Regions from separate parts of the Mus musculus genome. Here regions 2, 3, 4 and 5 are each linked to region 1. Evidence: chromatin contacts called from public HiChIP or PLAC-seq and promoter capture Hi-C data. All regions are on one chromosome and are shown on one strand. Each heading gives the region's core, a stretch centred on a gene start, on an enhancer-like site or on the middle of the called end of the contact. The rest is flanking DNA. Distances are from core to core; before and after follow the strand shown.

Evidence for each region. Promoter capture Hi-C pulls out the DNA fragments that hold promoters and counts their contacts. HiChIP or PLAC-seq counts read pairs in DNA pulled down with a chosen protein or histone mark.
Region 2: a contact with region 1 is called in an H3K27ac HiChIP or PLAC-seq map of embryonic stem cells, with 4 times the contacts expected there. The contact joins the promoter of Amph here to the promoter of Yae1d1 in region 1. A contact is called at or near these places in 3 of 39 promoter capture datasets (embryonic stem cells, hippocampal neurons and liver) and 2 of 115 datasets of contacts at active chromatin or transcription factors (astrocytes and embryonic stem cells).
Region 3: an H3K27ac HiChIP or PLAC-seq map of embryonic stem cells shows a contact between it and region 1, with 7 times the contacts expected there. The contact joins the enhancer-like site here to the promoter of Yae1d1 in region 1. A contact is called at or near these places in 7 of 39 promoter capture datasets (the 3T3-L1 cell line, 3T3-L1-derived adipocytes, embryonic stem cells and 3 more), 3 of 115 datasets of contacts at active chromatin or transcription factors (embryonic midbrain, embryonic stem cells and forebrain) and 1 of 9 other capture datasets (liver).
Region 4: a contact with region 1 is called in a promoter capture Hi-C map of embryonic stem cells, with 5 times the contacts expected there. The contact joins the enhancer-like site here to the promoter of Yae1d1 in region 1. A contact is called at or near these places in 10 of 39 promoter capture datasets (the C10 cell line, HPC-7-derived erythroid cells, cranial neural crest and 7 more), 1 of 15 datasets of contacts at CTCF or cohesin (embryonic stem cells), 6 of 484 Hi-C or Micro-C datasets (cerebral cortex, cortical neurons, embryonic stem cells and 3 more), 9 of 115 datasets of contacts at active chromatin or transcription factors (astrocytes, embryonic forebrain, embryonic limb bud and 4 more) and 3 of 9 other capture datasets (adipose tissue, embryonic stem cells and liver).
Region 5: an H3K27ac HiChIP or PLAC-seq map of stem cell-derived neural progenitor cells shows a contact between it and region 1, with 5 times the contacts expected there. The contact joins the enhancer-like site here to the promoter of Yae1d1 in region 1. A contact is called at or near these places in 7 of 39 promoter capture datasets (the 3T3-L1 cell line, the HPC-7 cell line, embryonic stem cells and 4 more), 2 of 115 datasets of contacts at active chromatin or transcription factors (forebrain and stem cell-derived neural progenitor cells) and 1 of 9 other capture datasets (adipose tissue).

Annotation. Positions count from the first base shown.
Region 1 is chr13:17,991,623-17,995,487 of GRCm38.p6, reverse strand. Yae1d1 (Yae1 domain containing 1) reads left to right here and starts at 2,137. Exons shown (of 3, transcript NM_025904.3): 1 at 2,137-2,307; 2 at 3,739-3,860. The coding sequence starts at 2,182.
Region 2 is chr13:18,946,681-18,950,545 of GRCm38.p6, reverse strand. It overlaps Amph (amphiphysin), which reads right to left and starts at 2,195. Exons shown (of 21, transcript NM_175007.2): 1 at 2,045-2,195. The coding sequence starts at 2,113.
Region 3 is chr13:18,840,676-18,844,540 of GRCm38.p6, reverse strand. It overlaps Vps41 (VPS41 HOPS complex subunit), which reads right to left. Exons shown (of 29, transcript NM_172120.4): 17 at 3,291-3,383; 18 at 2,261-2,388; 19 at 928-1,072. Among named protein-coding and RNA genes, the nearest start is that of Amph, 110 kb to the left of the region's middle. Within about 2 kb of position 1,765, at least 9 of the 459 cell types and tissues checked have an H3K27ac peak or open chromatin away from gene starts, as enhancers often do. A contact at or near this core is called in embryonic stem cells, where this site is marked.
Region 4 is chr13:18,808,641-18,812,505 of GRCm38.p6, reverse strand. Vps41 (VPS41 HOPS complex subunit) reads right to left here. Exons shown (of 29, transcript NM_172120.4): 8 at 1,955-2,074; 9 at 793-939. Among named protein-coding and RNA genes, the nearest start is that of Vps41, 93 kb to the right of the region's middle. Within about 2 kb of position 2,060, at least 27 of the 459 cell types and tissues checked have an H3K27ac peak or open chromatin away from gene starts, as enhancers often do. A contact at or near this core is called in cortical neurons, embryonic forebrain, embryonic stem cells and 3 more, where this site is marked.
Region 5 is chr13:18,766,762-18,770,626 of GRCm38.p6, reverse strand. The region is part of intron 4 of Vps41 (VPS41 HOPS complex subunit); the gene reads right to left. Among named protein-coding and RNA genes, the nearest start is that of Vps41, 51 kb to the right of the region's middle. Within about 2 kb of position 1,931, at least 16 of the 459 cell types and tissues checked have an H3K27ac peak or open chromatin away from gene starts, as enhancers often do. A contact at or near this core is called in stem cell-derived neural progenitor cells, where this site is marked.

The DNA.
Region 1 (3,865 bases), core at 888-3,387:
CACCAAAACCATCCTTCATGTCAGTGGTGAGCTGAGGGGCCTGAGCTAGCCCAAATAAAATAAAGACCCTGCTCTAAGTTACATCAGATTGGCTCCTGACTGGTTTTGTTTTGGTTTGTTTGTTTGTTTTGAAATGTCTAAACTTCCCTGGCACTACAACAGCAGAAGGGCCACAGCAGAGAAAGTTGAAAACCTGTTTTAAAATGCAGTAAGACAATTTGTGTGTGTGTGTGTGTGTGTGTGTGTGTGTGTGTGTGTGTATACACATACATATGTGCTTTCTTGTGAGTATTCAGGCGCAGGAATGTTAGGGTGCATGACAAAGGACAACTTCAGCATCATTTCTTAGGTACTATGCACCTTTGGTGAGGGGGGCTGGATTAGCTGAGCCTGAGTTTACTATTCTGGCTGACCAGAAAGTCCCAGGAATCCACTTGTGTCCACCTTCCAAGATCTGGAATTACAAACTCACATTATTACATCTGGCTTTTTTTAGTGTGCGGTATGGGGTTCTAATTCTTCTCTTCTTCCTTGCAATGTAATTATTTTACTGACTAAGCTATAGCTCAGATAGTTCAACTTTTAAAGGGTATATATTCATTGAAAGGTGTGGAGATGTCTCTCAGTTGGTGCAATGAATGCTGGAATCCTGTATCCAATCCCCAACACCACACAAACTGGGCATGCTGATGTACATCTGTAATCCTAGCACTCAGGAGTTAGACACAGAATAATCAGAAGTTCAAAATTATTCACACCCTCCTACATTTTTTTCGCTCTTTTTAATAAGAGGCAGGACAAGATTATCTGTTTTCTAATATTTATTTTTACTTATATGTGTATGTATTTGTATGCATGTATGCCATGTGTGCACAAGCACTTTTGGAGGCCAGAAGAGGGCTTGAGACTCCCTGGAGCTGGTGTCACAGGTGGTTGTGAGCCATCACCCAATTGTATGTAGATGCCCAGAACCAAGTTAACATCCCCCAGAAGAGCAGCAAGTGTTTGTAATTGCTGAGCCATCTCTTCAGACCCTGTCCTTTAGGGTTTATCATGCAAGGGTTGAGTTGGATTTTTTTTATTGCATTTGTTTTCATATGGTGTGTGTGTGTGTGTGTGTGTGTGTGTGTAGGTCAGAGGACAATTTGTAGGAGTTTAATCTCTCCTTCCATCACGTGGGTCCTGGTGATTGACACCGTTCCTGGGACTTTACCCACTGAGCCAACTCACAGAAGTTTTCTATCTTACTCATTTCAATCACTATTTCTATGGCTTCCTATACTGCCATTTTGCTTCTAATTAAGATCTCTATATACATACACCTTATCACATTTTATATTTGGTTTTATACATACATTTATAGGATACAAAATTCTCTCTGAAGATAAAAAGTAATAACTTTGTGTAGGGGATAACTTATTGACAGAGCATATATTCCTTATTGGCAAAACTTTTGCCTTCAGGACAAAAATGTAAAATAAACTAAAACAGTAACCTGTTTCCTCTTCCCTCACAATGATTACTTTTTTCATATCACTTACAGTCTTCAAACTATGAGTTACTTATAAGTATTGTTGGCTAACTGGCCGTTTCTACACTAATAGGAAGTCCATTGGGACTGAGAACTTTTATTCCTATAGTGCGCTGTCCCAAAATGATGAGTGATGCGAAATAGGTATTCAAAACAAATTGTCAGAAAAATTCAGTTATCACATGACAAAACAAGAACGCTACTGATGTGCAGTTCTTCAACATGAACTCCCAGCCAGAAGTTGCTAAATGCTTGAGCCACATTCCTTAACTCTCCTAGTCAAAGGCTAAGAGGGAAATTGCCAATGGACGCTGGTTTTACAAAAGTGTTCCCATTACTTAATCTCAAACCGATCCTAGAATCAGCTTTCACATTCTAAAGTTCTTGGCTGCACGTGGGCGTCCAATGCCTTCAGCACTTGCAGAAACTGAATCTCAGCCCTTGAATGGTGGGACTTAGCTTGCAGCACCCAGCTAGCCCCACGCTGCCCATCCCAGAGGCGTAGGAAGAGACCCAACCCTTAGCCTCCAAGCCGCAAGGGGAGCCGCACACGCCCCTCCGTCCCACGCCTTGTCCTTTCGTCCCGCCCCCCGAACCGGAAGCACTTGCCCGGGTTTCCGGCGGCTCCGGGACTCGTGGTGTTCCGGGCGATGTCTTGGTTTCGAGCGGCTCCGGAGAACGCGAGCCCTGGAGACCAGGACGTGTTTGACGAGGAAGCGGACGAGTCTCTGTTAGCGCAGCGGGAATGGCAGGGTCACATGCGGAAACGAGTCCAAGTAAATGGACGGGACGCGGGAGAAAGGGACTCCCAGGCGGGACCCGGGGGCTCCCTGGCAGGGGCACGCACGCAGAAGCCTGGGCGGAGGAGCGCGGGTCTCCGAGCCAGCGCGCTCCAGTGTTGCCGGGTCTTAAGAATCCTGGTTGTTTCTTGGTGCTCTTTCGGAGCCCCACCGGGTTTGGAGCAGGGACATTGACCCTACTCTACAACGTGAACTTTATTCAGTCCCTCAAGAGTGTGCAGTTTGGGGTCGGGGGAGCAGAGGAGGAGAAATGCACACCCACTAGGCTGATGGCCCGCAGAGAACGCAGTCACAGAGAGTCCAAAGTTAGGCGTGATGTTATCAAGGCTTGGAGAAGGGTGAACTGAGAATGTTGTCAAGGGAAGGTAAGGGGGAGGTAGAGAAGGGAATACTGTTCCAGCTTTACTTTAAATGCGTTATTCAATCCGGACCTGTCTTGCCATTCATTGAAACTTGCTTAGTACTATTTGGGTAGAATCGGCGCTTTTTCTGGGTGAGAACTACTTGCTAAGATCTGTCTCCACATGGGGGTGGATTCCAGAGTATAAAGACCTGCGTTCGATCCCTGGAACGTACTTTGTGGAAGGACAGAATGGGTTTCTGGAAGTTATTTTCTGACCTTCACGCTCAAGGAAGTAAATAAATGCCTCCCTCAAGAAAAATAAGTAAATATATGTTACTTAACTGTTTAAAAGATAAGAACTGCATCCACCCAATATACTAGCCATTAAATTACCCTCTTAAAGCTGCAGTTATGTCAACCCTAATTTAATGTTCCAGTAAGTTCATATTTGTTGAGCCCAGCAACCATCATATCATTACAAAAATACCATAGGAATCCAGGGCTAAACTAATAATAATAATAAGACAAATCTCTATGCCACAGTTTAGATTAGATTTCTAAAATCAGACTTCCTCTTCACTGTTCCTAAAATAGTTCCCTCTTCCCAGGCCTTGCCAGCCTCCTTATCTATCCTATTCTAGTCCGTTACCAAGAGACCAGACATGTAGTTTCCCATTTCTGTGAAGACCTTGCTAACACAGTTTTTAAAAAAAACATAACAACTGATATTTAATGTTTGCACAGTAACCCTAGATTTCCAAAGTGACTTCCCCGTGTGGCATCGAGGCATCTGCCTGTCATCGATTAGGAGAGTGAGGAAGGTAGGATAAGGAGCTCCAGGCCAGCCTGGAAAACATTTTAAAAAAATAAGACAGATCTGACAAGGAAAGATGAACCAATAATAAGATTTTAGGAGAAACATTCTGCTTTGGATTTATGTCTCTGCCATATCATAATTCAGTTAATATAGTACAAACCTAAATTTGTCTTCAAAATTGGTTCAGTGCTTTTCCTGAGAAGACTCACTTGGTGTCAGTTACAACTGGGTTTTTTCTTCTTTTTAGGAGGGTTACAGAGATGGGCTAGATGCCGGCAAAGCACTTACTCTTCAACGGGGCTTCAATCAAGGGTACAAAGAGGGTGCAGACGTCATTATAAACTATGGACTCCTTAGAGGAACACTGAGGTAAT
Region 2 (3,865 bases), core at 946-3,445, 960 kb before region 1:
AACAAGCACAGTTGCCACATGGGTTCGGCTGGGCCGCTGCATTCCCTCCTGCCCACCACATCCCAGTGCCTGGCCAGGTTCAAACAGGGGACAGAACCCCTCCTCTTAGACCCTTGGTGTCTCAAGTCCTTTTTGCAGTACAACAAGCACAGTACATAAGCAATGGTCTCAGGGAAGAAAAGAAGAGACTTGAAGCCCTGTGAAAGGAACCATGAACTCTCAGTTATAGAAGAGTGGACACTATCCACAACTGCCAACATAATATATACATTTGGTTCAACGGTTCATACAGGCCAGGACACTGTCAGAGACATTACAGTTCCCTTCATTTGTTTGGACCATATTAACAGCTGGTGACCTAGATTAATATGTGAAAAAGCAGACCATATCACAAAATTACTTCACAGATGGAAAGCCGAGTCGGCGAAAAGCCACAGACGAAAGATTTAAGTGATTATGTTAGGGATGGGGGAGGGGGGACTACAAGTGGGTGAAATAAAATGTGGGGAAATGACGACAAAGTCTTGTCCAAATCTCGTGTTTGGCAAACATCTGCTATCTGGCTATTATCTGGAAAGCATCGGGGTGACGGAAGGGGACAAGTAGCTTGGCTAATTCCGCTTCCGAGGGAGTGGCAGGAGGCTCCTGGAGTTCAGGATGAGCTTGAGTAGATATTAAAAGCAATACAATCCTCTTACAGAGCTGGGAAGGTGCATGTGTGCAGGGAGGGAGGATTGCATACAGCCACTGAACCTGAACCTGGCAGAGTTCCTGCTCCTGGGCTCAGCCTTTGGGGCAGCTCAGAGTGGGGGTAGGTCGAACTTCTAAGGAGGGTAAGTGCTGTCAGAGTGAGGAATAAGGACAATCTGATTTCCAGAAGGAGAAGAAAACACCAGACATCCTCATCCCAGGGACAGAAATTAATGCCATACGAAGCAAATACAGCTCAATTTACCACTAGCCCAGGTTCACTTTCAAATACAAGGTTCAAGCTCCAGTACAAACGTCCTTTGCTTGGGACGAACGAAGACTTCATAGGAGGGTCAGATATAGTAATCAGGGACACTAGGAAGCCCAGTGCCTGTAAAATGCAGAGAGAGAGAGAGAGAGAGAGAGAGAGAGAGAGAGAGAGAGAGAGAGAGAGAGAGAGAGAGAGAGAGAGACTGAGACTCGACTATCCAGAGCTGGGCTAGCTATGGATAACATTCCTCCGGAAGAGACATAAATTACAATACCTAATTTACAAACACTGCGACCTCAGCGCCTCTGATAGGAGTAGGTTTTGCTGCTTCTCAAGCAGAGAAATAAGCATTTTGTGCAGAGATGTGCAGAGAACTCTGAGGTCGAGGTTGTTTGTTTTTGACCTTCCAGAGGGCATTGGCTTCAAAAACCAACACGGATACTTAGGGAGAAATGAGCATTCTCTGGAGCTCCAGTTCACCACTGTGCTAAGGTGTTGGTTGTTTATTATACATCCCATTGGTCCATGCACATCTGGGGTGTCTTCTTTGCTTAAGTCGTTCGTTTCGACCGACTTCACTCAAATAGCCACAACACCCCCACCCAAGAAGAGATGCGACAATCTCCCTCCCGGATCTGCGGTCGTGGACGCCTGAGCTGCTTGCGGGAGAGCTTGAGCTCAGGAGGTGCGGGCGCGGAGAGATGGAGGCGCCCAGGGACGTGGACCGCTCCGGGTGCAGCCAGAGAGCAACTGCACCTGCCACCCCTGGTCCCGGGAGGCGTGCCCAGGAGAGTGGCCACCCTGGGCGGGCTCTGGGAGTCTATAGCACTCAGTGCCTGGAGGGTCAGGGGTCTGCGGGTTCCCGGCGAACCCACTGCGGGGCCGAGCCCACGCTGCCTGAATGGATCCTGCCTGGCTGCAATCGTTGAGAGCAGAGACAGGGGAGTCCTCCACCCGGCGCTTGCTCGGGCTCCGCAGCGCGCCGCACCTGAACCCGCGGCCCTGCAGCGCAAGGCCAGCACTGCCATCGGCTCCCGCACCTCCTCGAGTCACCTGCCCCGCATCCCGCTGCCCTCTGCTGACCTTTTCCTGCGCGCGGTTGAGGCGCTTTTGCACGTTTTTGGCGAAGATGCCCGTCTTGATGTCGGCCATGGCTGCTGCGGTCCGCAGAGCTGGAAGAGCAGAGCGCGCAGCGAGCCGGCGGCGGCACCGAGGAGCCCAGGAAGAGAAGGAGGAGGAGCGGGGGGAGGAGCAGCTGAAGCGTGAGGAGCAGAGGAGGCAACGGATGAGGGAGGGGCGCGGCGACAGGACCGGTTTAAAGAGATAGAGCGGATGTGCGGCCACTAGGGGTGACAACGCCACTAGTGAGATGCATGGAAAGAGAAGTCAAAGGCCAAGTGTCCACCGTGATGGAGGAGGTGGTCAAGAAGTGATAAAGATGGAAGACGTTCCTCAATCCCAGGGCCTTGAGGCAGCTAGGGGTGAGAGAGGGCAGGGCTAACAGGACGTTTTCAGGGAGGAAGGTCGGAAGACTCTGATTCTGTCTCCCCAGTTAAAGAACAGGAGGAGGTGGGGAGGAGTCTGTAAGGCTCTAAATCACCAAATGACTGCCCCGTCAAAACACCTTGAGTGGAGAAGGAACGAGTCCATCCACCCTCCAGAGGCTCAAACCTGTGGGGGATGGGGAAGTTAGGAGAGGATGAGGCTGGAAAGTCCCTGCAGGGCAACTTGCCAGAGAGAAAGAGTAAAGAGATCACTGTGAGGCTTGCCAGTGGGAAAGGCCATGTTCAGAAGGGTCAGCTTCTACACACAAGTGCTGCACTTTGCCAGCTCTCAGACACTGTGGCACAACAGTTTTCCCAAGAAATGAGACCAGCAGTCCCTTTGTCGTTCTTTGAGACAAAACTCTATGTGATCTTGCTGACTAAGCCAACTGTCGCAAGCAAGAAAGGTAGAGACAAGACCTGAAGTGAGTATAACAAGTCACAGTTTTATTGTGTTGAGAGTCAACATACAAAGCTCACACTCTAAACTGCTAACTATGGTCTTAAGCCTATCTCTCCATGGTTGCTCATCTGTGCCACCAACCTTAGCTAAAGGACAGGTCCACTCTCTAACAGTAGTCTCTGGTTCAACCGGGGGCCGACTCTCCAGCCACATGACAGATCAAGGTCTGTCTTGATGTGCAAAGCAGAGCCTTGCTCTTGGTTTCTGCTTATATTCCATCCACTGGGCACCATCTAGGCCTGTGCCAGGTTCTCTTGAGTGAGTGATGTCACTGGGTTCTGGTTATCAGGTACAGCCTTGGGTATAGTGGAGTTCTTGACTAAGCTATTTTTCCATGCCTAGAAGATTTTTTTTTCCCTATGCTCATTACAATGGCTGTCCTGAAACTTGCTATGTAAACCAGGCTGGTCTCAAACTCATACAGATCTGCCTTCCTCTGCAGATCTGTGGGATTAAAGGTGGCCCCTTTTGACAGTCTTAACAGAAAGATGTGGTCCTCTGTGCACCTGGCAAAGACAAGGCGGCAAAGGAGCTCCAGAAGCCTTTGACAATGGGCAGAGTCTTCATTCTCAGGTTCATTCAGGGTTCCATGAGTAGAGGAAGAGAGGTGGCATCTGACAATCACAAGTCAGAGGTTGAGCAGGCACCAAAACAGGGGAATATCCTGCTCCCCTTCTAAAGTTACTTGGGTGTTCCCTTCGCCCAAACCAGTCCCTAGTATCACTCTTCTGTGAGCTATTGTTCCAGTGACTTGGGTATGGAATGATGCTGTTGCTACTTGACTGCATAAGATGTGATGTAAGCCCAGTGTGCCAGCTGGAGGGCTCAGCTTTGGCAAGCTAGGCAGACTTCATACTCTGTACAACCCTCTAGAGCCAAGGAGGAAACTCAACTGCC
Region 3 (3,865 bases), core at 516-3,015, 850 kb before region 1:
AAACTATAACTCTTCTAAATCGTATACTTGTTTATTTGAATGTGTTCACGCACACATGTGCACATGCACGCGCCTTACAGCATGTGTGGCCCAAGGACAACTCGGAGGAGAAGGTTCTTTCCTTCTATCCCAAGGATCCTAGGGACTAAACTCAGGTCTTCAGGCTTGGTGACAAGTGCCTTTACTGTCTGAGCACTCACTCTGTGACTAAATTATATATGAGCAGCTCATCTTTTTTATTAGTGTATTTCTGTGAGTAATGGGTTTCATAAAGATTTTCTTACAAGTACACCATGAACTTTGACTACTTTCATTCCCCCATACTCTGGAAGGAGTCTTACTAGTCCCTTGGTTCTTCCAGCCTGCCTGCCTGCCTGCTTTCCCTTCTTCCTGTTTTTGTGAGACAGGGTCTCACTATGTAGCCCTGACTTGCCAAGTCAACCTTTTCTTTCCAAGTGGCTTTTGGCTTTAGTCTTTATCACCACAAAAAACAAGCTAGGACACGGTTTAAAATTTAGGCTCTAAACCGAAGTTCATTTAAATTTCCATGTAGAGACAAAGATTAAAACAGTGCAATAAACGAAAGTATAGGCTGTTTTTCTTTCTTATGAATTACATAGATTGTTTTGTTTTTAAAGTTCAAATACCTCTGATAAAGCACTACACTGATGTTGGGGCACAGCCCAGTGGAATAAGCTGTGCTTATTATATACAAGGCTTGATCCCTATCTCTCTCCTATCAACCACAAGAAAAGTGCCTGACATTAAGCTACAATGGCTTTCACAACAACTATGCAAAGAAAGGTGCGTCAGAGGGTTTTAAGCATGGCCAGCATATGGTCAAGTATGTGACTCACTTGGGCAAGTGGCCATGACTAAACCTTTGAATAGTTAACAGTTAATACATAGTAATAAGAAAAGTATTACCTCTGAATCAAAATCCATTAATAACACAATTTTATCCTTGATGGAGCTGAAAAGATTATGCTTGTGTATCAGTTGGAAAACATCTTTATGTCTTAACGTTAAGTATATTTCCAGAGCATTGCCATAATTTTTGTCATAGGTGTACCTGATAATAAAAAATTAATACTTATTAATTGTTATAACTAAAATGCACAGATATTATGTTTCATAATAGTAAAAGCTGAAATAGTTGTTCAAAGAGAAGAGTTTACTACGGCAAGTGTTCACTGAGATTTAAAATGCATGGTCCCCTGGTACTCCTTTCAGAAGCCTGACTTTCCTCTCATCAAATTTGCAAAACTGTGTAATATTCAAGTAATAAGTGTTTCTTCTTGCAACCTCAGCCTCCACGATGTATAGACATCTATATTTCAGACATGAACCTGTGGTCCAGAATGAAGGAAAAGCTCTTCTTAATCAATAGAGGAATTGGTCTTAATTCCTGTACATAATGTTCAGCTGACAAATACATTATATTTCAGGAGCTCATTTGTAGGGGTGTTGTATAAAACTAAAACATATTTTTCCATTGAAACAATGTTTTCACACACAGTCCCTCATGTAAGCCAGGAGAGCCAGCTGACCAGAAATTACCCCGCTGTTCGTACTAACAGTATTAAAGAGTCCAGTTGCCCCAGAAGATGCTTCTGAGAGAAACCAGAGTGCTCTGCATAAGGATGCCACAACCATGACTCCCCTGTGCCAAGGCTCATGCAGCCTTTTCTCCAACTCTGACAGAATTGGTCAGAGAGGGCAGTGTGAGGTCTGTGGCTCCTGAGGAAGGCATGTAGCAGGCCCTCCTTCTCGGACTGGCCTGTGGTACACCATCTGGCGCCCTACCCTGAGGTTCCTTGAGGGTCTAGCTCATCTTTGTGTTCAGACATATGGCACAAAAGCCAGATGGGAGTACTCCCAAAAGAAAAACATACTCACCAAACATCACTTGCTGAGCCCTAACTTTCAAGTCTGAAAGTATCCCTATAACGAATGTGCCCTGTAATTTTACAGATAAAGATGCGGGTTCAGAAAAAGCAATAGACTTGCAGACTTAAAAATAACAGAATCCAGAACCTGTCTCACTGGGAAAGCCTGAGGGAGCCTGGTACTCTCCTCGCCAGGACCCGTCCACACCACACCATTCCTCTGGCAGACAGATCTCACTATAATGCAGCTTCACACACTCATCGTCCAGTTATTCACTGAGACTTAGAAAAAAGATCCCAACTAAGTAGACGGCGGAAAATGAAAGGGCCTTGTCCCCATTCTGAGATTTCAAGAACTAAAACATACTCACAATTCTGCCAGTGTTTTCAATAACGTTTTGTTCTGACTGTCCTTCTTCAGGTGGTCTCGAACTGCCTGAACTATCACGGAATTGTTATATAGATCTCCAGGCCACTCTCTGATCAATGTGGCAAAGCCCTAACCAGAAAGAACAGCAGAAAAAGAACACTCTTCATAGGGTGGTACTGTGATGTTCACAGCTGGGTTTCAATCTGCCCTCTTTTGTTATTTAACCACTCCCCAGTGCAGGCCATTAAAGGATAGTGCATTATAAGAGCACCTTCAGAGGGTCCAGCCCCCTTGCCCAGGAAGGAAGAATGCTAAGTAAGCACACAAGGCCTCTCTGGGTTTTCCCTCCTCTCTATTAGCCATCATGCCTATGCAATGAACTTTCCATAAATGTCTAACATGCCAAGGTTTAGTGATTTCCTGACTGGCAAAATGGAAGGCAAGAAAACGGAGAAGCCGGGACTCCAGAGAAGTGGTCCAGCACTCCTGAGGATAAGTGGACGGATAAGTGGATGGACTGGGACTCACATTCCCCTGCCTCAGCTTCCTGAGCAGCTGGGGTTACGAGTGTGCACTACTGAGCTTAGGGTTCTTCCATTTGCTTGTAGTTTTTACAACCTGATCTTTAGTGTTTGTACAGGACAACATTTTTCATGGGGAGTTCTTATGAAACACTGCTACTTGATTCATTATATGAATCACTCATTTAAAATTAAACCTTAAAATGAGAAAAATAAAAAATAATACTTAAATTATTTCTATAGTTTAATGACAATAAAAATGATTTCTTCCTCAGTGGTCCTAATGAGGCAGACATGACACAATGTGCAGGAGAAGTCTCCAGACTCACAGTCAAGGCTGACTTTCTCCAGCCACTCAGAACAAGAATTAGTAGGATAATTTGGGTGATGTAATTTAAATCACTTTCATATAAAATCCATCTGACACCAATGTGAAAGCATAAAAAAGTCAATTTCTAGATTTTGTAACACATGCTGAGAACAAGCCTTGTTTGTGGGAGAATTCCTTACCTCATAGTCACTTTCCAGAAATTCGTGCAAAATCATTTCATAGATGAGTGGTTTCAGAACTGGGTCCCCTCGAGGTAAATAGGGACTAATTGCCTGGGGAGGAAGGAAAAGTCCTTTCAGGTAAGACACTAGTGTCCCAAACATGCAGACAGCAGAACAGCAGAGTTTTAACCTTCAAAATTTTAGGTATCAGGATACTTTGGAACACTAAGAAAAGATTCAGATAAACTCTGCTACCTATCAGGAAGCTACAAAATATTTCTGAAAGTGTGTAGTGAGTGAGTGTGTGTGTAGGAATCAATAGTACAAAAGTGCATTAATCTTTACTCTTTTCTTTTTAATTAATTCATGAAAATCCAATAATTAGAATAACTACTTCTTTTAACTTTCCTTATACTTGGTATAACACATCAATTAATACTTTAAAAGTCAACCATCTTATGAAGCAAGCATGCCACCAGCGTGTGACATTGCCACCAGTGTGTGACAATGCCACATTGAAGCTCATTGCTTTATAATTTAACTTTTAAAAACATGATATAAAATTTAACAGTATAGTCTTAATTTCAACAGAG
Region 4 (3,865 bases), core at 811-3,310, 820 kb before region 1:
TTCTGAGTTTATAAGAGCCCTACTCTCCCTTCCGGCCCCTCGCTTACTAAGGAAATTATTGAATCATCTCAGGAAAATATCTCACAATGCCAATCACGTTATGAACAACGAGCCAGGGCCTCTATGCCATTGAATTATAAACAACGAGCCAGGGCCTCTATGCCACTGAATTATGAAATATGCAGGTGACTTAGGTTTACCCTCAGCTCACGGCCATGAAAAACTCAAATGAGCCGAACGATCAAAACTAAAGACAAAGAAAGGATGATATGAAGATCAACACCTTTGACTAAGCCACCAAAATCAACCACACGTTCCATAAACAGCCAAGGAACTGCGGTGGGATCATGGGAAACTAAAACAGAACTCAACAAATACAGCATCATTCTGAGAACAGAAAAGGGCAATTAGTTTGCCCATCATAGAAAAGGAAAGCACAGCTGGGCGTGGTGGCGCACGCCTTTGATCCCAGTACTCGGGAGGCAGAGGCAGGTGGATTTCTGAGTTCAAGGCCAGCCTGGTCTATAGAGTGAGTTCCAGGACAGCCAGGGCTACACAGAGAAACCCTGTCTCGAAAAACCAAACCAAACCAAACAAAAAACAAAAAACAAAAAACAAAAAAAAAAAAAAAGAAAAGGAAAGCACATCTTAAAGTCTGTACTTGTAAAATAAAGTGGTGCTTCATCCTAGCACCACAGTGTTCAGATGAAAATATCAGGTTTGCCAGAAACCAGTCATGAGTACAATAAATCTGTAATGATTTGGATTTAATAGAAAGACCAAGTAAACGACCTTGATGGAAGTTCCCCAGCCAATAATGAGTGTCACATTGTCCTTCCAGCAGAGGCTGCAGGGGTACATGTCTGGGCGAAGACTTATGTCATCTCGGGGCACATTGCTGATTCTTTGCTTTGAGGTGATGTCAAAAACCTTCACACCCTACAAACCAAAGCAACATTAAATTAAGTGTCTTGTATCTCAGAGAGGGATCGAGCAAAGCAAGACGTGTCGCACTCAAACCCATAACGCTGTTCACTGGGCACGCCCAGGAGCCATACAAGGCCATGGACTTTCTTTATACAAACCCTTTGAGAACCAAAGCTGCAAGGCTCCTTTCTGGACAAAGGCTGTTATTAGTGGAGGGCGTAAGTAACACAAATCCAGCACAAACATGTTTTGCACAGAGACACCAAGTTTGCTTTCAACCTGATAGGTGGCGAGCATTTCTAAAGGAATTCTTCGGAAAGAGAATGAGTTTTAGTTTTTCAGAAAGCTTTGGGTCTGAAAACCCATCCATTCAAAGACAACATGTGACCCTTCAGAGTGCTCAATGGAACCTTCAAGTGCCTCTGGCTGATCAGGAGCCTGGAGACTGGCTGTTGTGAGGACAATCCCAGCAGCAGGGTTGAACTGAGACAATGTCAACTCTTTCTGACCAAATGCAACTGATTTTCTCAGCTACGTGTTGAAATTTCAGAAAACATGACAGATATGAAAAAGACTACTCTTTAAACTTCCTCCAAGCCCCACTTTACATAAAATAAACTTTAAGTGCAATACTGAGAGTACAATACACTTTTCAAATGACAGGCCCATGATTATACCTGGAGTAAAGAGGAAGTCACAACTTGCTTCTCTCAGTGCTCATGAGCGCCGGGTGAATGGCATTTCCAGAGCACATGCCTGAAGCAGCCCTGCAATGATTAAGGTGGCTTTTCATTTTCTTCGTTGCTCTGTGCCTCACTTTCTTCCTCTAAAGAGATTTTAGTCCACAATGTGTTGGGAATTGCTGTAGTATGAAAACCCAGGCGATCTGACTTCCTTAAGCTGAGGTGTGGTATCAATCACCCATACCTATCAGAATTCTAACTCCACCGAGTCTCTGTCCTGCCCTTTCCATCTGGCAATCTGCTGCCACTGTGCAAGTGCTAGAGAGACAGACAAGTGCCTTTACCATATTGTTGGCCCAAGCAATCAGATGGCCTCTCCACTTCACACTCCTTATGTTTCCTTCCCCTTCGTGTAGCACAGAAGACTTCCATCTGTTCATCCAGGTCCGTTCAAACAGCAGCAGCTGAGGACACAGCAAAACACAGGCTTTCAGGTCTCCAGAGTCACACAGAAGATCCTTCACTCATCCTCTCTGCCTGTCAGTGTTACCAAGTGACAAACAAGCCGCTCTCAGTATTTTTTTATGCTTATTTTAAATAGATACCCTCGTTTTGGAAACAATCCCCTACATATCTTGAACTGCCTGAATTCCTATTTAAATTAGACGAGCACTGAGGATATGACAAGTCTCAGCCACAAGATGGCACCAAAACACCACGACTCGGGGCAAACAATGCCTTAGTGAATCCAGCTTCAGGACGGCTTTTCAACTGGGAACTAATTAACTGTGTAAACCGGGAAATCAGAACCTTTTAAGTTTCTCACTGACAAAGAGAGTCATCACAGGTTCAACTGCTTTAGTTGGAAGCGAGCATCTTTTTTTTTTTTTATTTAATCCAAAGCAAATAATGTGACATTATCTTTTTAACAGTAAATCAAATCACAAAGTATGAACCATTTGCTTTAAGATTTGGGATCTTTACATTTTCCACAGTAGCTAGACACTATATAAAGATTAGAATCTATTGTGAAGTCCCACTGACTATTTTAAAATAAAATATAACTGGTCAAAACTCCTTAATTCTGAAGAAGACACAGGTCTGATAATTCATCCACTGAGAACATATTCTTCTTGATATACTCAACTTCAACTCTTTAAGCAGTGCCACCTATAGCATGTATCGCTGAAAGCACAACAACCAGACGTATGTGTGTTACTGCTGTCTGCTACACTGAGGACAGAGGCTGAGAGAGGTCTGGGGTGAGGCGGAGATGAGCTTCACTATTGTCGGCCTAGAATGCTGGTGTAGATAGAGTTCTTGGTCTACTATCCCTCTGCCATCATACTCTAGGATTGTTGGCAGGTGCCACCATTCCTGGCAAGAGAATTTTTAAAATTCCTTTCAGTTTACCTCAGTGTTTTGTGTATCTACTACCAGGCCCTAAGTATAAGGGAGGAAACATCAGGGGCAACCTAGAAATTGATGCTATACAATTAAAGTTATATATGACAACCACAGATAAACTAAAAACATGGCAACTACTGAGCACAATATGGAGATGGACAAAATCAGGACTATCAGTCAGTGTGTCTGTCTATCTACCTACCTATAAATATCTGTCTCTATATGTGTATTATCAATATAAAGATACTTAAGATATTAAAAATACTACAAAATAGTATTTTCTATGATACCACTTAAATATGAATAAATAGCCACATAATAAATATTTACACAGAAAGTAGTATAGAAATATGAAGCATATATTACAAAGTAATCATAATTCTAGAAAAGGGTATGAAGAAATCTTACATAGAAATTTTTCTAATTATTCATGTGATTTTTTTTATAATGTTAACTCATTAATAAGGATGAAGTCCACGTTTTACAACCAAGTTTAATTTAGGGAGCTGGATGAAGCGATAAAAAAACATACTGAAATCTTAAAAGAGGACAAAAATGTGCTTCCAAATTAATTTACAGAAGCCACCACTATTTTTTTAATTAAAAGATCTTTGAGAATTTTATGAGAACTGTATTTACATGGCTTCTACTTCTCCTTCCTCTTCCTCCTGAATTCATGACCTCTCCTTTAATTATTGCTACACACACACACACACACACACACACACACACAAGCCATCGTACAAGTACAACCTGCAGAGTCTATTTAGTGTTGCGACTATGTACATGTGATAAAGGCAGACTGTCTGGGCCTGGAGAACCTATCATGAGTCCTGACGAAGACTGAA
Region 5 (3,865 bases), core at 682-3,181, 780 kb before region 1:
CAAAGATCTGCATGAACATGCATGTACATCACACCTACATACAAACTAGTATTACTAAGTTTTGTCTATGTTTTGCAAATTTTCTAAAAGTATTTATAGTATGTGCTTACACAAAGATAAACATCTTTAAAACCTGGCTAAGTATGCTGGGCATGGTGGCCCACGCCTTTAATCCCAGCACTCGGGAGGCAGAGGCAGGCGGATTTCTGAGTTCGAGGCCAGCCTGGTCTACAAAGTGAGTTCAGGACAGCCAGGGCTACACAGAGAAACCCTGCCTCAAAAAAACAAAACAAAACAAAAACAAAAAACAAACAAACAAACAAACAAACAACCTGGCTAAGTAGAAAACTGATCAAAACACCAGAAAGTAAATCATCGTTAGTTTTCATCAGCATCACCAGGGAAGAAACTACTACACAGCTAATGTTGGTGATCACCAATACCATCCCCAGTCACACAACAATCCTGTAGCATGTAAGAAACAACAAACAAAACAAGAGCTGCAAACATCAGTAAGTGGCTGCACCCAGCGTTAGCATCCATCATCATCCCTCTCACAAGGGAACAAAGGTCTGGCATTCTTGTGCCAGTTCCACAACTGCAAACAGTAGAACCGAAGGCTGGCAATGCCCACAAACTCAGGCAAAGCCCCAGAAGTAAAACCAAAGGCTGGCGATGCCCACAAACTCAGGCAAAGCCCCAGAAGTAAAACCAAAGGCTGGCGATGCCCACAGACTCAGGCAAAGCCCCAGAAGTAAAACCAAAGGCTGGCGATGCCCACAGACTCAGGCAAAGCCCCAGAAGTAAAACCAAAGGCTGGCGATGCCCACAAACTCAGGCAAAGCCCCAGAAGTAAAACCAAAGGCTGGCGATGCCCACAGACTCAGGCAAAGCCCCAGAAGTAAAACCAAAGGCTGGCGATGCCCACAGACTCAGGCAAAGCCCCAGAAGTAAAACCAAAGGCTGGCGATGCCCACAGACTCAGGCAAAGCCCCAGAAGTAAAACCAAAGGCTGGCGATGCCCACAGACTCAGGCAAAGCCCCAGAAGTAAAACCAAAGGCTGGCGATGCCCACAGACTAAGGCAGAGCCCCAGAAGTAAAACCAAAGGCTGGCGATGCCCACAGACTCAGGCAGAGCCCAGAAGCAGAAGACTCTATTCCTTCCAAACGGGACAATTTCATCCCTTTTAGTTAAGAGCACAGAAAAGGGAAATGCCATATCTAAAGACATATTTTGGGTACATATTTCCAAAGACAGGATGCTGGAACAGACACAGAAAAAGAAGAGGGACCAAAGGAAAACAAGCCAGAGGAAAATGGACTCAGCTGTGCGAAATTTCCATTAGCTACAATTTTATTCCTAATGGAGACACATTTGGAATTCTGGACAATATAAGTGAGTTTGTTCAAAAATCAATAATGTCAAGCTGACACTACAGAACATACAAAAATGTTTCCTTAATGGAATAAAAAGAGAAGTCCAAGTAAACAGGAGGGGGCAAGGACCAGAACAAACCAAATCTAAGTCCACTACATGTGGTGCCAAGTTCTTAAAGAAAAGGCAAAATTACTAACAAGTACACCTCATGGGACAATCAATTACCTAACATAAAATACTTGAAATGAATACACTTGGTATGGATTATGCCCATTCTTCAATTAGGAATAAATCCTTGGTCATTTCAAAAGCTGCTTTTAATGGTGTTCTTAGTGGCAACCGTGTCCCCAGACACTCCTCGTCATCCCACCTTAAGCTATTCGTCCCCTAACAGTGAACCTAAGAAATCAATCTGCTAATGTATAATTTGTAAGGCTCCTTTGACTAACAAATGGATAATTGATCCCTTCACAAACACTGCATCCCCACAGCCACTGAGTGGAATGAATAGGAAAAGAAGACAGGCCTTCATTCTCCTGCTCTCAGAGGCACCCAGCATCCTCATGGTTACCAGGGACGTTCACTTCCCTTTAGTCACAGTCAGTGAGGAGTTCACACTTGAACTCCATATGTGAAAAGCAAATGTCCCTACTTTCCTAGTTGGGAAAAGCTCACCTTACTGGTTGTTTTTACTGCTGATACATCCTGTAGATAAGATCTCTATGCAGACTTCACTAGCCCAGGAGAGCATGCCTGACTATATGTGCTCTCAAAATACACCCAACAAAAACTACATTTATTTTCTCACCAATTTACTTTAAAGCCATAAAAGCCCAACTTTAATGATAAAGTTGCAAACCTCGGGTACCAACAGACTTCATCTCAAGCAGCAATGCCTTCTTTGTTCCAAGATGGGTAAGACATTTAACAGGGGAAAATCTTGAAGTGACAGATATTATGTGACTATTTCCAGAAAAGATCCAAATACAGGCTAAAAAGAAGAGAAAATGTAAAACAGCAGTCAGCTGTTTCTTGAGGAAATCCATACATTTACTGTCACCCAGCCTCTTGTCCCAGAGTCACTCATGTGCATCTGGGCAGCTGGCTGCTGTCCCTGCCTCCAATGCCAGCTCCCCCCCCCCCCCCCAATCCCCAAGCAAGTCAGAGGATAAAATCGTCAGGACCTGTGGCTAGCTGGTTGACTCTGTCACAAATACTCTTCCTGACCACTGTAGCTGGCTGCTTGCTTTGTAACAAATGCCCCTGCTGACTAATGATAGTCACGTTTTATACTTAGAGACACAGCTGAACAAAAGAAGAAAAAGCAGAAGGAGCCTTTGTTATGTGTGGCCCACTGACAGAGCAGACACGTTTACCAGCTCGCCAGGTCCACCTCCACCAAAAGGTTATGAAAACATGAACCCACTAAATACTGTTTGGGAGAAATTACTTAATGACATTTAGATCTCGTGCTTCTTCATTATGAAAAACGGGGAAAGCTGCAGATCCCAAAGTAGCATTCGTGACAAGTAAGAGCGAAGTTGAAAATACCCTATGGTTCTACTCTGCTTTTATAATATTGACTGATCTTGAATGATGAATGTTACAGATGTTACATTTAAGAGGATTTTTAAAGGTTTTCAACAACTTAAGGCACCATTCTTCCAAGGAATACAATGAGTGATGCTCCCTTCCATTCCTTAGGTTCACTGCCACACACAAGAGGTCCGCGTGAATGTGGCCAGCAAGGCTGCTCATGGAAACATCTCCAGCACTGTGCACATTAAAGTCCGATGCCCTTCAGTGCACACGAGCCCCCAGCACCGGACTCTCTCCTGCACTGGCTTCTACTTACCTATCCCCTCATTTCCTTACTGCCATCTCAGTGAGCTTCCCAGGCTCCGTCTGGGCTATATAGTATCTCACCTGCCTCTCAATTATCAGAACTCACCCTGTTCCAGCTCTGGCTTCATCAGAGTCCAGTGCTTACAAACCGCTCTACAGCTCTCAGTCAGCATGCCACTTGAGAATCAGACCCTTCTAGATGCTCACTCCCTAAATGACCTCTGTCTATTTAGACAGCCCAGTCCAACGTTCCCTCACATAGACCAAGACACTAAATCCTAACATCTCTATCACTTCATAGCAGTTTTAGCAGTCTTGATTTTGAACTGTCCTTTTAAACTCAGCATCTTTGAATGCACCAAGCACAGCCTCCTTCTTTTCTCCCACCTAGAAAATCTCTGCCCTGAGTCAAAGCAGGATTACTTCATTGAAGTAAGTCTTTTTTAATACAAAGGAAACAACGTAATACATTGCCCTTTGCCATTTTCATTATGTTTTCTTTTGGTTGAGCCTCCTCCTGCACACACACACACACACACACACACACACACACACACACGCACACGCGCGCGCGCCTCCCTTCTTGTATGTTTCTACCCTGAATCCGCTCTCCTTTCCACTTCCCTGTTACATGTATTCAG